Regions from separate parts of the Sus scrofa genome. Here region 1 is linked to region 2. A link is a contact called in public Hi-C data. All regions are on one chromosome and are shown on one strand. Each heading gives the region's core, a stretch centred on a gene start, on an enhancer-like site or on the middle of the called end of the contact. The rest is flanking DNA. Distances are from core to core; before and after follow the strand shown.

Region 1 (6,840 bases), core at 40-2,539, 590 kb before region 2:
AAACTTCTCTACTAGGCACCAGGGAGTTGCTTAACAAAAGCCACTTAATAAAACCATACTTCAGACACATTAAAAAAAAAAAACTTTAACTGCATAGAAAATATTTATGAGTTTACTCTCCTAATGCATACAATTGGTCCTTGTTTTCAAAGCGCCACAATTCACATCAGTGGGAACAAAAAAAAAAATCTTACAGAGACAACGGAAAGTTAACTTCCTAGAGGAAAGCACTTGGAGTAAGAAAAAGCACTGAAAGAACCAGAATCTCTTTCTTTTTTAAAGACCTTACAAGTTTCTCTTCCAAAAAAGAGACAGAAATAAACTAATAGCCCAGTTGCAAATGTTTAGCCCAAAGATTTACCAACCGCACCTAAGAACATTCAACCAGTTACAAATCAAACCTCAAGGCAGCACTCCTTCAGGGCACAAAACACCTAAGAAAACTTATGACTCCATCGCAAAGATCCTATCCCTTAGCAGTTGGATTCTCTTTACACCACACCTACGCTGTGAATATCTAACAAATCAGAAGAATTAAGCGCAGAGCCAGATCAGTGGAGTGTTTAGCAGACTCCAGTGTTACCCGAAGTAAGCAGAGCGCGCGTGTGAAGTTTCCGAGCTCCTTTCCGAGGCGGAAGTTCTCGCGCTGCAGCAGCAGCTCTGCTTTCCAGCAATGGCTCCGGGGCCAAACCTGGTGCAGCCCCGGCCGCTGCCCGCTCTGCGCTGCAGCTCTGGGGGTGAGTAATTACCATTCCAGTCACGATGCGAATTATCCGCTCCCGCCCCTCCGCCTCCTCCCCAAACCTGCTGGAATCCAGGGCCAGCCCTGAACTTGCCGAGTGGGCCAGCGCCTCCGCACCCCTGCAGTCTGGTGGGGCACTTTCTTTCCATCCCAGTTCCCAGACTGCCCGCGGTGCACTGTCCAGGGCTGGGTAGAAGCAAGGTCTCACGGAGTAAAAAGCCCGCCACCGCGCCGCAGCAAGTTGCCCGTGCCCCAGGCACAGAGGGCTCCTGCTCGGCCAGGTATTGGCACGGAGCGCGCCGCTCAACCCTCGCCCACGGCACTCAAGCCCCAGCTTGGTTTCCCTCAAACTTACAGCAAAGTTGGCCTGAAGCGAAGGCGGCACTCTCCAGGGCGCGCACTCTCGCCTCAGCGCGCCCCCGAGGGGGGTCCCGGCCTGCCGGGGACTTCGTTGGTCCCGCAGGACCGCATGGTCTTGGCGGCCCACCTTCGCTCCCCGCACGCCTCGCTCCAAGGCTGCGTCCTGCAGCCTGCTCCAAAGCCGCGGGGTTGGGCCCCCGCGTCTTACAAGCACGGCGCGGGGATATATCCCTCCGCCCGCGGCCACGCCCGCAAGCGCCGGCTCTCGTTTCTTCCGCGGGGAAACTCGACCTGACTTTCTCCGGCAGCCGGACTCCCAGACCCGGGGACTGGGGCTAGGGCTCCCCCGCCTAAGGTCAGGGATCTCCCTGCAGCTACAGCAGCCAACTCTAAGCGAAGAGACTAGAGTGCGCAGGATAATCTAGCGACACCCCGAGGAACAGTCTGGGCCTCGCTCTAGTGCGGAGTTATGGCCAACACACAGATTTGTGGAGGGAATTAATATAGAATATTCTCTGCTAGGAAGGGAAACATTAGCTTAACAATTTAAAAAAAAAAAAAAGCGCTTCCCACGCCTCTCTCTTTTGATTCTCGGGAACCTTAAGGGAATTGCTACATCTGCATTTGAATGCCTTGGTTGTAGGTCTGCATTAGCTCAGTGGAATAAAATCTTCCAAAAGATCTCAAAAAGAATGCAGTTAGATCGGAATCGACTTCTTCAATCTACGCTAAGATCCCGGGCAAATGAAAAAGCTTTCTCCGCGACCTCTTTTCACAGAGCCAGTTGGACCCCAGAACCTCCCCCGCCCAGGTAACGAACCTCAACGCCGGCCTTCCCAGGCAGACACCCCCGGCTCCCAGGTCTGCGGGACAAAGGACAGCGGTGCCGCCTCGTGCGCTTTCCCACCCGGTAAGTACAGCCTGCAAACTGTGAACTCAGTCTAATGAGAATCTACAAGTTCCTCGCGGAGAAGGGGAAACCCTGGGTGTCCAGACGTCCCACTCGGGGAACTCCCCCCGCCCCCCAAGCCCAAGAGCGAGGTCCGGGCATCCCGGGGCTGTGAGCCCAGCCTCAGCTCAGGCAAAGCTCCAGACGCCGGCTCAGCGCTGCCAGGAGTGCTCCCGGCCGTTGGGAAACAGCCCTCAGAAGAGGGCGGACATGACCTCAGAAAGTTTGTGGAGCTCAAATATGTTAACACTGTGAGGACAAAGAGATATGATTTCCCTGGAACCGGTGGAGGGGGGCTGCAGGGGGAACCACGAGGGCGAGGGAATCTAGGGTTAAAGAGGGAATTGCCTTAGTTCAAAGTTAATGCAGTCTCCTCTTACACCATCTCAAAGAAGGTGAGTGGAAAAAAAAAAGTGTGGGCAGGTTATGGTTAGGAAGGAAAAGTAATGCCTGCAGACTGAGTGTGCTGATTCGTAGCACTATGAGAATGTGGCATATTCCCTGCCAGTTATTTAGAATACGCACAAATTCACCCGTGCAACAAACATCATCATCATCCAAACACCCAGCCACAGCCATAACTGCGCAAAGGGCTCCTAGAGTTACAGGTCAATTTCATACATGGAAAACGTGGAAAAAAGGTGACCTGATCGCTAAGCTCAACTCTTTTGTGCCCCTTGCTGAATTCTAACTCCAAGCAGAACACAATCACCCATGAATGCCAACAGTTTGTTTGGGGGGCGGTGGGGGTGGAGAACAGTAAAAGATAGAACAACATTCTGCAAGATAAAATCACAAGATTTTTTAAATGGGACAAAAGAATTCCTGGAGAAAATTACCGTTCATTAATAAATAACAATGATCACTTGGACTAAAACATCTGTTTGGAAATTCCGATTCACCGGATTCCCTGAGAAACCTAATTGCCTGGAAGAAGTTGCACTTTGTCGCCACAGGAACAGCCGAGAGCCAGAGATGGAGGTTTCAGAGGCCAGTGCAGCCACGTTTTTACTGATCCTTTAGCCCCAACAGAACGAAAAGAGATGCCTTTTTGCTACTATCACATTACCTTCATATGAACGAGAAATGTAGTTCAAGCTCCTCACTTGTCCTCTCAATAGTCGATCCTTCCTAACCCAGTCCCCAGAGGCTCAAGAAAATTAGGAGGATGGGAGTGGGTTCCCAAAAACAGAAAAAGCTTTCTGCCAAGCACCGCCTTTGCATCCAGTCCACCCAAGCTGGTATTTGTATATTAGACATAAAACCGACCTTAGTGGGTGATAACTGAAGCCCAGGGTATTGTTGACCTGCCTCAAGCCCACGTCCCAGAACCGGCAGGTCCAAGTTCGTGGTGGGCTCAGAACCCCACAGGGAGCGCGCGCTTTGCCGGGTATCCGGACTAGAGGGCGCTGCGCCACTGCAGATCACGCGCACCCGATGCATCCTCCCTGGGCACCATTTCTATAATAAGTTACATTCGAAATAATGCACAAACAGCATAGCTTTTCAAGTTCTTTTCAACAGTGCCCTGTAAGTATTTTATGAATTCCAAAACCTATGCATACTGATCTTTCATTCCGAGCCAAGCACAACCGGAGCGGAAAGCCTGTAGGATGCATTCGCTTCCCTGTACTAGCCAAACACCACGTAATTTCATTTACGTTTAAACTTAAATACAAAAAGGCTTGCACTAAGAAAGGAACTCACTCGTCCAGCCGAGTCCTCGTTGCTCCGCGTTGAAGTCCGAGCAGCTCTGTAATCCCTACGCGATTTGGCTGTTTAAGAAAAAAAAAAAAAAAAAAGCCGTGCCAGAAGTACCAACTTTGCTACCCTCGGATCTTCAGCTTGTCCCCAACGAGAGTGCGAAGCGCCCGCGCAGCCCAGGTGGCCCCATCTCTAGAGGCTTCCGTCCTGGGTGAAACTTGAGCACCAAAAGGAGGAGAAATGAGAGTGCGCGAGGGCTAGAGAGAGGGCCGAAGAGAAACCAAGTTTGTCTGGACTAGTCCGGGCAGGGAGCCGCTGAGTTTAGGAGTTGCGGCTGGGAGCTGCGGCGGATCACTGCCTCTTTCCCCACTCACTCCCTCCGGGAGGTGGTGGGGGAGGGGAGGTGACGTCAGCGCCCCGCCTCGCCCCCAGCCCCGCGGCGCGGACCGGATTCTCCAGCCGGGTCCGCCTCCCGGACGGTAGCGGCGGCGAGCTCGGAGGCTGGGCAGGCTCCTCTGCTGCAGCGATGGCTGCGATCCTGGCGGTGAAGCGGCTGCCCGTCTCCACCCTGCCGCGTCTCCCCGGCACAGGGGAGCTCTGGCGTTCCTCGCACTCAGCACCGGAGCGGCCCCGCGCGCGCACCTCGCTGGCTTGCCTTCTCGCTAGCCCGCTCCGGCCGCGTTTCCCACGGCTCGAACTGCAGGTGATGCTCTTTCTCTTCTGCAGCTGAGATTCGTCGCGAAGTGACGCCTCCCGGTTTTTGCAGGGCGGAAGCGTGAAGAGTCTCTGCAGACTGGCCTGGACGACTTGTACTTTGTAGCCCTCCAACTTCAGGATGTGATCTATTTTAAATACTTCTCGTGTTCAATCGCTGTTTGTGATCTTTGCGTTGAAAATTACGGAGCCATATTTTAATGTTCAAATCCTTTCTAAAAGCGTCTACGTTTTTAGCCCGTACTCTGAAGAGTACGGGGATCCGTGGGGTGGGAGGAGAAGTGGAGGAGGAGCCAGTTTCTAACGTTTCTTAGGAGTCATCCACAGCGATAGGGGCCAATAGACAAATCAATGTCTACTCCTCGTAATATAGACTAAGATAAATGTAGATGCTGTTGAAGTTTAATTCGCAAGTAAATGCGTCATTTCTGTGTAAGCATTCAGGCGCCAGGAAAATATCTGCTGTGGAATTTTTTTTTTCCCCCAAAGGAGCTGAAGTGTCGAAATAAAATTTCAACACCGTAAAATTCCCAGGGAGCCATTTCTGAGTTGACTCTGTCCCCAGAAGGCTGGCATTAAAATTCAAAGATCCCTGGAAAAGGAAAGGGGGCTAGGAACAGGTTCTATTAATACCTTCAAAGCCATTGATCTAGATTTAGTGGTCAGTTTAGCTGGCTGTTATCTTTGAAAGGTAAAGAGCAAAACCCTTAGGATACAGGAAACAAGGGAAGGAGTTAAAGCATTAAGAAAAAAGATTAAGTGTTGGAGTATTGCCTGTGCTTATAAGGCCTTGAGGAAGAAGTCATTTAAGAGATCTCTAAATTAGTTTCCTCATCTATGATAAGGAATGACACCTGCTTCACATTGTAAAAATGTATTCGTGTATTTTTTTTCCTTCGAAAATATTTATCGAATGCCATTTATTTGCCAGGGAGATAACAATCACTCACACAGGCAGCACTTTCCCCCAGCATCATCTACAGTGTCTATTAAGCACCTAGGATCAATATTCTTTCTTACCCTCCTTGGTTCTTTGCAGTGTCTCATTCTCCTCATCTATACAATTAGGAAGTTGAAGTTATTACAAATAATTTAAGGTGTATGTTGCTTTGAAAGGGAGAGGAGGGCACCAAGAGGCTAGGAGATGGAGGGTTATGAGTCTTCAGACCTGGGAGCACCCAGAAGGTGCCAAATTCCTGAGGAGGGAGGAAGCAATCAAAGGACAAACTGACTTGAAAGGCCAGACAGTTAGTACAGAGGACTGACCTCCTATGCTTCACTATTTCATCCACACAGGCCACTCCTTTTATGTCAATAGTTGAATTTAGAAATTGACCATGTATTACAAGTTCTTATAAATGATACACATAAGTTGCCCCCAGAAGCTGCCATGCGAGTCAATTTGGTTTGCTATACTCATCTTTCGAGCTATCATTGGTAAATCAAATAACTTCCAATAAAAATATACAAATGAGACCTTATATATAATCATTGATAGTATTAATTGAAATAGCTACCTTTTAAAAATCAAAGTGAGAGGGACAGAAAACTTTGAACAAAGCCTCTAGATCTACACAGTCTAATCCTAAAGGTAGCCATCAGGCACTAGTGGCTAAGTAAATTAAAATTCAATTCCTTGGTCTCACTGGCTACATTTCAGGTACCCAATATCCACTCTTGGCTGGTGGCTGCTCTTGTGTTCAGGACCAATAAAAGAACATTTTTATCATGACAGAGTTCTGTTACAGACTTTGCTATCGTTTTTGGAAGTCTACATCAAACATTGTCATTTCAATGCATCCAACACTGAATCACTTCCAAAGTTTAAAAAAAAAAAAAAAACAGAATCACAAGAATCTAAGAAGGGTTCCCTCTTTTCACAGTTATTTATTAAGTACCAACACTATGCTAAGTAAAATTATAAAAGACTCAAATTGAATGAGTTAGGTGTGTTTGGTGATTTAAAAATATTAACATGGCTTAAGAGAGCCTTTTTTTCATTGTTTTCAGTTATTGCTAAGGACTAAAACCAGGGGGAAAACCAAGGGGAATCACTCAAGTCAAAGCAAGAAATAATTTTAAGACATTTTTAAGAATAGTCCTCACACTAAATAATTGTGAGTGGGCTGGCTGACTTCTGGCATCCTACCCTTTCTCTCTTCCTTTTCACTGCTTTCTCATCCCCTGCACCCTTTCCACCTGCTCTTCCTGAAGGTGAGTCACCATTCAGTGCTCTCCACTTCTCCACATTTTGGAATTATTTTATCCTTTGTATTCAAAGACTGCTCTTCTTTGGGAACCACTTGTACTCTCCAAGGGTGGCCATTGGAACAGACAACTGGTCAATCTGATAAGAATCAGTAGAGGTTCA
Region 2 (7,741 bases), core at 4,133-6,632:
CATCTGTTGATGGACTTTTAGGTTGTTTCCATGTCTTGGCTACTGTGAATAGTGCTGCAATGAGCATAGGAGTGCATGTATTTTTTCAATGAAAGTTCATCTGGAGTGGGATTGCTGGGTCATATGGTAGTTCTATATTTAGTTTTCTGAGGTACTTCCATACTATTTTCCATAGTGGTTGTACCAATTTACATTCCCACCCACAGTGAAGGAGGGTTCCCTTTTCTCCACTCCCTTTCCAGCATTTGGGGTTTTTATTTTTTTTTATTTTTATTTTTTTTTGTAGTTTTAGGCATATGGAGATTCCCAGGTTTGTGGTCAAAATCAGAGCTGTAGCCACTGGTCTATACCACCACCACAGCAACACCAGATTCAAGCCATGTCTGTGTCCTACACCACAGCCTATGGCAATGCTGGCTCTTAACACACTGAGCGAGACAAGGGATTAAACCTGAGTCCTCCTAATACTAATCAGATTCATTTCCACTGAGCCATGATGGGAACTCCCAGCAATTGTTATTTGTTGACATGTTAATGATGGCCATTCTGACCAGTGTGAGGTGGTACCTCACTGTAGTTTTGATTTGCATTTCTCTAATAACTAGTGACGTTGAGCATTTTTTCTTGTGCCTGCTGGCCATCTGTATATCTTCTCTGGAGAAATGTCTTGTATTTTTTTCTTTCCTTTTTCAGATTTCCTTACTTTATACCTAATGTCCTTTTTTGTTCCAGGATCTCATCAAGAACACCGTATTGTGTTTCGTTGTCAAGCCCTTAGACCCCTCTTAGTTGTGACACTTCTGGTCTTGCAGTTTTTGTGATGTCTTGTCCTCCAGGTCCTTTCCACATAATCTCCCCGCCACACACACAAACTCTTACATGCATCATACAGGATAATCTGGATTCCATACCTAGTGGCTCAAGGCTCTAAGATGAAGGCAGTGGAAGTTATCACAGGCTGAGGCCTGGGCTCAGAAGTCCTACAACATCACATCCTCCTTATCCTCTTAGTCGAAGCCATCACAGAATTCAAGGGAGCCAGCAAAGGTCAGAGCAGCATGTACAGGGATCATGAACAGAACTGTTAAGAGTCATCTTTAGAGGCGCGTTACCACACAATGCCAGGCAAACACTATTGATTGTTTAGTTGATGTTTAAGCAGGTAATGATGAAATCATTACAATGAAGTGAAAACAAAATGGCATATTGATATTGAATTCAAATTCCTATGTAAGCTCTATATCTCAAAATCAATCGTTGCCATGGGGCAACCTCTTAACACAAATACATATTTTCTCATGGAATGTAATCACTCATAAAAATGTCTAATGTACCACATATAAATGTGGTACTTTTTTCCTTTGGTAAATATAGAAATCACGTGAATGCTCACAGTAAAGTTAGTCTTCACTTTTACCATAGACTGAGGAACTGTGGCTCTCTTTAGAAGTCTAGGTTGTCTCCAGGCATAAAAATGGAAATATGGATATTATGACAACACGGCCTGAATTTTCTGCTTTGCAGACGCCAGATTTATTTTTAAATGGTGTGAATCAAATCTGTGCTGAGAGGCCAACTTCAAAATATAAAAGAAAAATTGGCAATGGAAGGATTTTGCTGGTTTGGCTGAAGTGAAGTGCTCTGCAGCATTTCATTCTAGTGGAGTGTCTGACTGTGAAAATCTTTCCAATTGTAATTCTCTTTGGCTTGCCAAAAGGGGATTATGAATTAAAGTTAATGTTGCAGGAAATGTCACCTGTCCTTTGAAGGAAAATAATAAATCAAAATGGCTTTGTTCCTCATATTTAAAAGGAAAAAAATGTCGATCTACTTAGGGGTCTCCTCTCATTCCTTGACAAAACAGGTAAATAAATACAGCAGAATTTCATTGTGGCTTTTCATGTTAATTCTTGCTCACCTCTAAACAGGGAAAGGGAATTTTTTTCAATATACATTCATTAAGAAAAGAGAAAAATAAGAACAGAGAGATAAAGAGAAGGGAGATGAAGAGAGTAGCATGACTCCAGAAGTAGAATTCTTCACGTCTGAATTAAGAAAAGCTCTATTGAAAAGATGTTTTCTTCCTTTCATGGATATCGGGGTATAAATTCAAGAATAAAAAGTAAATAAAAACAGAATCTGGAGACTGATTCCTCAAAGACTTTAAGTATTTATATATTATGTTTTAAGGAAATAAAAACAAACCTACAAAACCAGCACAATAGAGCTCAAAATTATCTGTATTTCTTTTGCCTCAATGTTTTTTCAGGGGTTTTTAGCAATAAATGTTGCCTGTGATGAGTTTTTATCACTTTAGAGAAAGAAAGTGATGTTTCTGGCTTATGTAGACACCATGCCCACAGTGATACAACTTATTTGTAAAAAGATAATTAGCAATGCTACTTTTTACATATTAATCTGAAAAGGCAGAAAAGCAATTTGGTAGTTGACGCCGCTACCTTGAACTCCACTTGTTGTTTTAATCACCTCTAAATAATATTTGGAATATTAATGGGTTGACAAATTTAGAAATGGCCATAGACTTGAAAGATGGAAGATAATGGATTATGACATTTGCTTACTAATATTGCAATGATGTGATTTATGAAATTAAAAGAAACCTATAAACCAATTATAAAGGACCTATAGAATATTTATAGAGTGTTATTTCTTTGACCGTGTATTCCCTGGTATGGTTTGGAAGAATATAAGCAACTTTTTAAATGTGGTTTTAAAATCGGGACACATTGCATTGTATATTTTTAGTTATTGGTTTGTAACTGAATAACATACACTGAATCAAATACAACTGGACATTTTCATTTGAATAATACACGCACACTAAATATACATTCTCTTTTTTTATCAAGCCAGAGTGATGACTCAAACAAATAGCAACTTTTGGGTATAGTGAGGACACAGACTTGTAATCTTGTTCTGCCCCTTCTCTATCACCGAGATTAAGACGTTTCCCTTGTAAACATCTTATATTGTTTCTATATTGAGATAAACCATAAAACAGTTATCAGATTAGGAGGAAGTTAACAACTTAAAGTTCTGATTTCGAATCAAAATAAAATGATAATGGATAGACCATAATATATACATAAAAATGTACCCACACATAAAAATAGATACATACATACTTATAGATACACATACCCACACACACAGATTGACGGAAACATAGATGCATAGATAGACAGAACCCTCAGTCAAAACTTGCATAAATTTACATAGCTGCTATGTCTTGATTTCTTCCTTGACTTGGATTTCCAGATATATAGAGCAAATTAAAAAAAAAATTATTTTAACTATGTTACTGTTCAACCTTATCATCATTGAGGGTTTAGGATTATCTATTTAAATTTTGTGATTAGCCATATTGATTCTGGGTCAGTTCCTCACCTCTCTATCATCTCATCTGAATTTTTACTGGCAACGAAAAGGCTCTTTCCTTTGTAGGAGCAAAATCTGAAGAGAGCCAAATCTTCCTAGACTGGATACATTCCCCAAGGTTTTTCAACACTTCTGCATATAATCTACTCCACTGCTCACAGCACCCAGTGAGACTCCAATAAATGTTGTTGATGGACTGCTTCCTACCTAGTTAGAAATGGGGGGGGGGATTAAACATACTTTTGGTATATTTCCTAGCTTCAATATTTTAACATTTTAAAGGAGCTAAATGTGGTTCAAAATGGTGTAAGCATTTCAATTATGTTGCCAGAAGAGTCTGAGAACAATAAAATGATATAGAGATGGAGCAGAAAGTAAGAGAACTGGCTTTAAAAGTCAAATTACCTGGTGTTTCTCTCTCAACACTTCGACCCAAATTTAAGGCATTAAATCTAATTTCAAAATGTGATTACATACGGAAAGCACAAAACACATCCATGCATAAACAAAAGCAGGGGTTAGGCCGAAGGACACACCATTCTTTGGTCAAAATGTGGAAGTTAATTATAAAATGTACATGAATAAAAAAAAGAAATATAAAATGGGAAAGTTTTGAAATAGGACATTTTGAAGTCAATACATTACTTTTGTACTCTCTTCAACAAAAGCAATCATTTTTGAAACTCCTTGAGTATTATTCAGATAATAAAAAATATGTTTCCTGAACAATTGTAAAATACCAGGCTTTGGCTATGCTTCTTGAAAATAATGATATCAATAAATAGAAAAGGGAAAACTGCAGCTCATATGACTGTCAATAGTATATAAAAATATTTCGTTTCATTTTTCCCTATATGTTAATTTTTCTTTCTCTATTCATGTTTAAAACTGTAAGTACTCTGGAAACATTTTGATTATATTTTACAAAGTTTGATTTTTTTCTATCTTCAGAACTTAAAAGATTTTCTATAGTTTCTATTGTTCTTTAGTCTTCTAATTAAAATTTTCTTTAACATGACTACAATATACAGGTTGTATTATTAACATAGGTAATTTAAAGATTTGGAATAAATTGATCACTTAAATTCAGATCTAAATGATCATATTAATGAACATTTAGATAGTTTTCATGACATATTTAGCTGTAATAGTAGGAGGAGACATGACAATATATGGAGGAATTATAGTTCCATATGATACAATTTGTCATCTTCCTTGTGTGAAACAATCTAAACTTGAAAGTATATGGCTTTACCAAATCGAGGTGAAAAACTGCTTTAAAAATGAAAGCTTGCTTTACATCAGTAATTTGTCAGTGTAAATTTCACACTGGAGAACAATAGCTAAGCAAACGAATTCTCTTCAGTGAAATTAATTTGTGTATGCAGACATAGGGTATGTATGTTTCTAGCAAATCTTTGCCCACAAAGAGCTACTAACATCTCTGCTATGATGGGTCAGAGGATTATAGATATTTGGGGGTCCCTTTCTTCCAATTCTCTTGCCCATTTTCCTCTTGGTTCCTTTCAATTCCTATCCATCCTCCAGAGTCCAATGAAGTGCAATTATAACTCTAGACCAAAATAGATTTCTGAGAACTGGATGCTGTTGACTGAAATAGAAACACATGGGAGAGCTGTGAGTTTCAGTTATATTGGGAGCCTCACTGAGGACCAGAGACTGGAGACAGCCTCTGAGATAGCCCTGAGGAACTCCTACAAAGGGTGAAGGAGATCAGCATACATGTGATTTTGGAGAAAGGGTGTGGGCACTCAAGCAGACATCTTCATAGAAGGTAGCTGCTAGTTAAGAGGAATCTTAGTTAATGACATTAGCAATTTTCTAAATAAGGGAAGATGCTAGAAATTGGGTTCAAAATTTTTTCTCCTAAAAATATCTATCCGAAGGCCTGCTCTGCCAGAGCGCAGTTCCATCATTCCTGATCTGCACCCTGAACTCCTTTCAGGGTATGTTGAAAGTCAGCTCAGTGACTACAGTGGCCAGTGACTCAATCCTTGTAGAGCCAGATGGCGAGCAACACTCTTTGGTTGGCAATGCGCAACCACGGTTTATTTTCTGATGCTATTTGCCAAACATGTTTTCTTCAGCTACTGAAATTAGCATTCCAACAGTAACAGAAATTGCTAAGTATTTCATCAACATTCACACAACTATGTTTGCAGTCCTTTGAAGCCTTGCATGAGCATCAGCCTCTCCAAGGAAATGAACTTATTTGCCCTCACTATCAATTGCCAGTTTCAATCAGCTTTGCCTCCCATTTCCACAAGGAATCTTCCCATTAATACCTAGCAACTCAAAGGACGGTAGCCTTGGCATCACCTGGGAGTTAGAAATTCATAACTACTCAACTAGAATCTGCAATTTAGTAAGGTCCATAAATTCATGTGCAAATGGAAGATTGGGAAGCACTGATCTTTTCTTTCTTTTCTTTTTATTTATTTTTTTTATTTTTTATTTTTAGACCCACACGGGCGGCACATGGAAGTTCCTAGGCTAGGGGTCGAATTGGAGCGGCAGCTGCCAGCCTACACCACAGCCACAGCAACTGGGGATCTGAGTCACATCTGCAAACTACACCATAGCTCATGGCAATGCCAGATCCTTCCCTACTGAGCAAGCCAAGGATCAAACCCACATCCTTATGGATATTAGTCGGATTCATTACCACTGAGCCACAACAGGAACTTCCTGGGAAGCACTGAACTAAATGCATCCACCATCATAAATAGGACAGCAATGCTGCTTCCAATCTTTAGCTCTCTTTCTATTGCTTGCAAAGATCTTGTCTGGACTTGTGTGCATGATTTCTCTTGTGGAAGACCTCTTTCAGATCTTAATTCCTTTCACACCCCTCCCTTACCTGGGCAGGACAAAAAGGTACAGTTACATACCCCTATAACCCCAGAGAGAACCTACCTTGGTACCAATGCCTACTGCAGGAGTATCATCCTCAGAGGACTAAAGATTTTTAAGAGTTTCACTAAAGATCAAATATACTTATATGTGTATGTGTGTGTGTGTGTGTGCATGTTGTGTATGTGCATGTATTTTATCTCTCACCCCATTTTCACCCTCACAATTTTTCACATAACTAAAATAGGGGAAATTCGTTATTAAATACTTTTAAGAGGAAGTTTTTCTGCAAATATTACAATAACTATTCTCTTTATGTCATCCTTGTGAGAGAGATCATTGGCTTTATCCTAGATTAGAGACCTGGAATGGACTATCCATGGATTTTGAAAGTATTGTAAATTAGTTTTTCCCAAGCAACAATTATTTTTCTGTCCTAAAGTCTGCAGGAATTATAAGGCTTGAGGAAAAGAACCACTGGTAGTTTGGGAAGCTCTGACAAACAATTAAGTAGAGAATGATTTAGGACAAAGTTCAGTTCCTGGACAGACTCACTGCTGATTCTGATTTAAAAAAAAAGAAAAATGTTGCCAAGACAAAAATGCTCCTTCTGTTCTGCATAAGTGCCTTTCATTCGAACTTAACCAAAAAAAACAGTAATATTCAGAATGATAAATTGGATTATATAATTAGTGTTAAGTGGGTTCTAAAATATGGAAAATGTCTCTAACTTTCTTGGCTTTACCTAAAAATTGTTTGAACGAATGAGAGTTTTCATATGCATATATTCCTATGCAGTGTGGCTCTGACACCAATTGCAATTCAATATTCCACCTGGTAAAAACAATTTTCACTCATTTCTCCTCTAACTATATAACCTTCTTGAAAGCATTGCTCACTTCTCCTCTTTAGGAGCCTTTAAAATGCCTCGAATTTATCACAGAGTTATATGCCCAGGGAGGTTCACTACAAGAAACCTTGTATTTCAGCGGAGCAAAATTTGCCACCCTAAAATATTTGCCACCCTAAAATATCTCTTTGGCATGTGGCTTGTTTTGAGCTGAAAACAGTCAATGCCCAAAAGATTCAGGAAGAAACTTTGACCTCCGTCTTAGCTGCCCAAAGAATGTAGACAGAGGACTTGTTCCAGGCAGGGAGCAGTAACCATAGATAACTATAGTATAAACCAGGGGTATAGATAGGGAGAAACCTAGCAAAGCCTGTATGTTAAAAGCCCTTTCTGTGTCCCCTGTCTCTTCAGGGCCCAGCCAACTGTTGATTACCAAACCTTGCTTTTCCATTGGCCATGTCTTTTTGCCTTCCTCCCTTAAAGTTCCAAACCATTACCCCCAATAGCCTCTTTCGTCTTTAGCTGAAAGTAATATTTAAAGTGAGGATTTTGGCCACTTTGGCAAATTATTGTTTTCTGGAGTCTCTCCCATGTATACTATGCACTTTTGTGTGATTT

Evidence for each region. A called contact is a pair of places that touch in the nucleus more often than the background predicts.
Region 1: a Hi-C map of fetal heart ventricle shows a contact between it and region 2, with 2.7 times the contacts expected there. The contact joins two enhancer-like sites. A contact is called at or near these places in 2 of 47 Hi-C or Micro-C datasets (embryonic fibroblasts and fetal heart ventricle).

Annotation. Positions count from the first base shown.
Region 1 is chr17:8,446,355-8,453,194 of Sscrofa11.1, reverse strand. No RefSeq gene overlaps it. Among named protein-coding and RNA genes, the nearest start is that of FAT1, 16 kb to the left of the region's middle. Within about 2 kb of position 1,289, at least 54 of the 83 cell types and tissues checked have an H3K27ac peak or open chromatin away from gene starts, as enhancers often do.
Region 2 is chr17:7,858,707-7,866,447 of Sscrofa11.1, reverse strand. No RefSeq gene overlaps it. Among named protein-coding and RNA genes, the nearest start is that of ZFP42, 450 kb to the right of the region's middle. Within about 2 kb of position 5,382, at least 5 of the 83 cell types and tissues checked have an H3K27ac peak or open chromatin away from gene starts, as enhancers often do.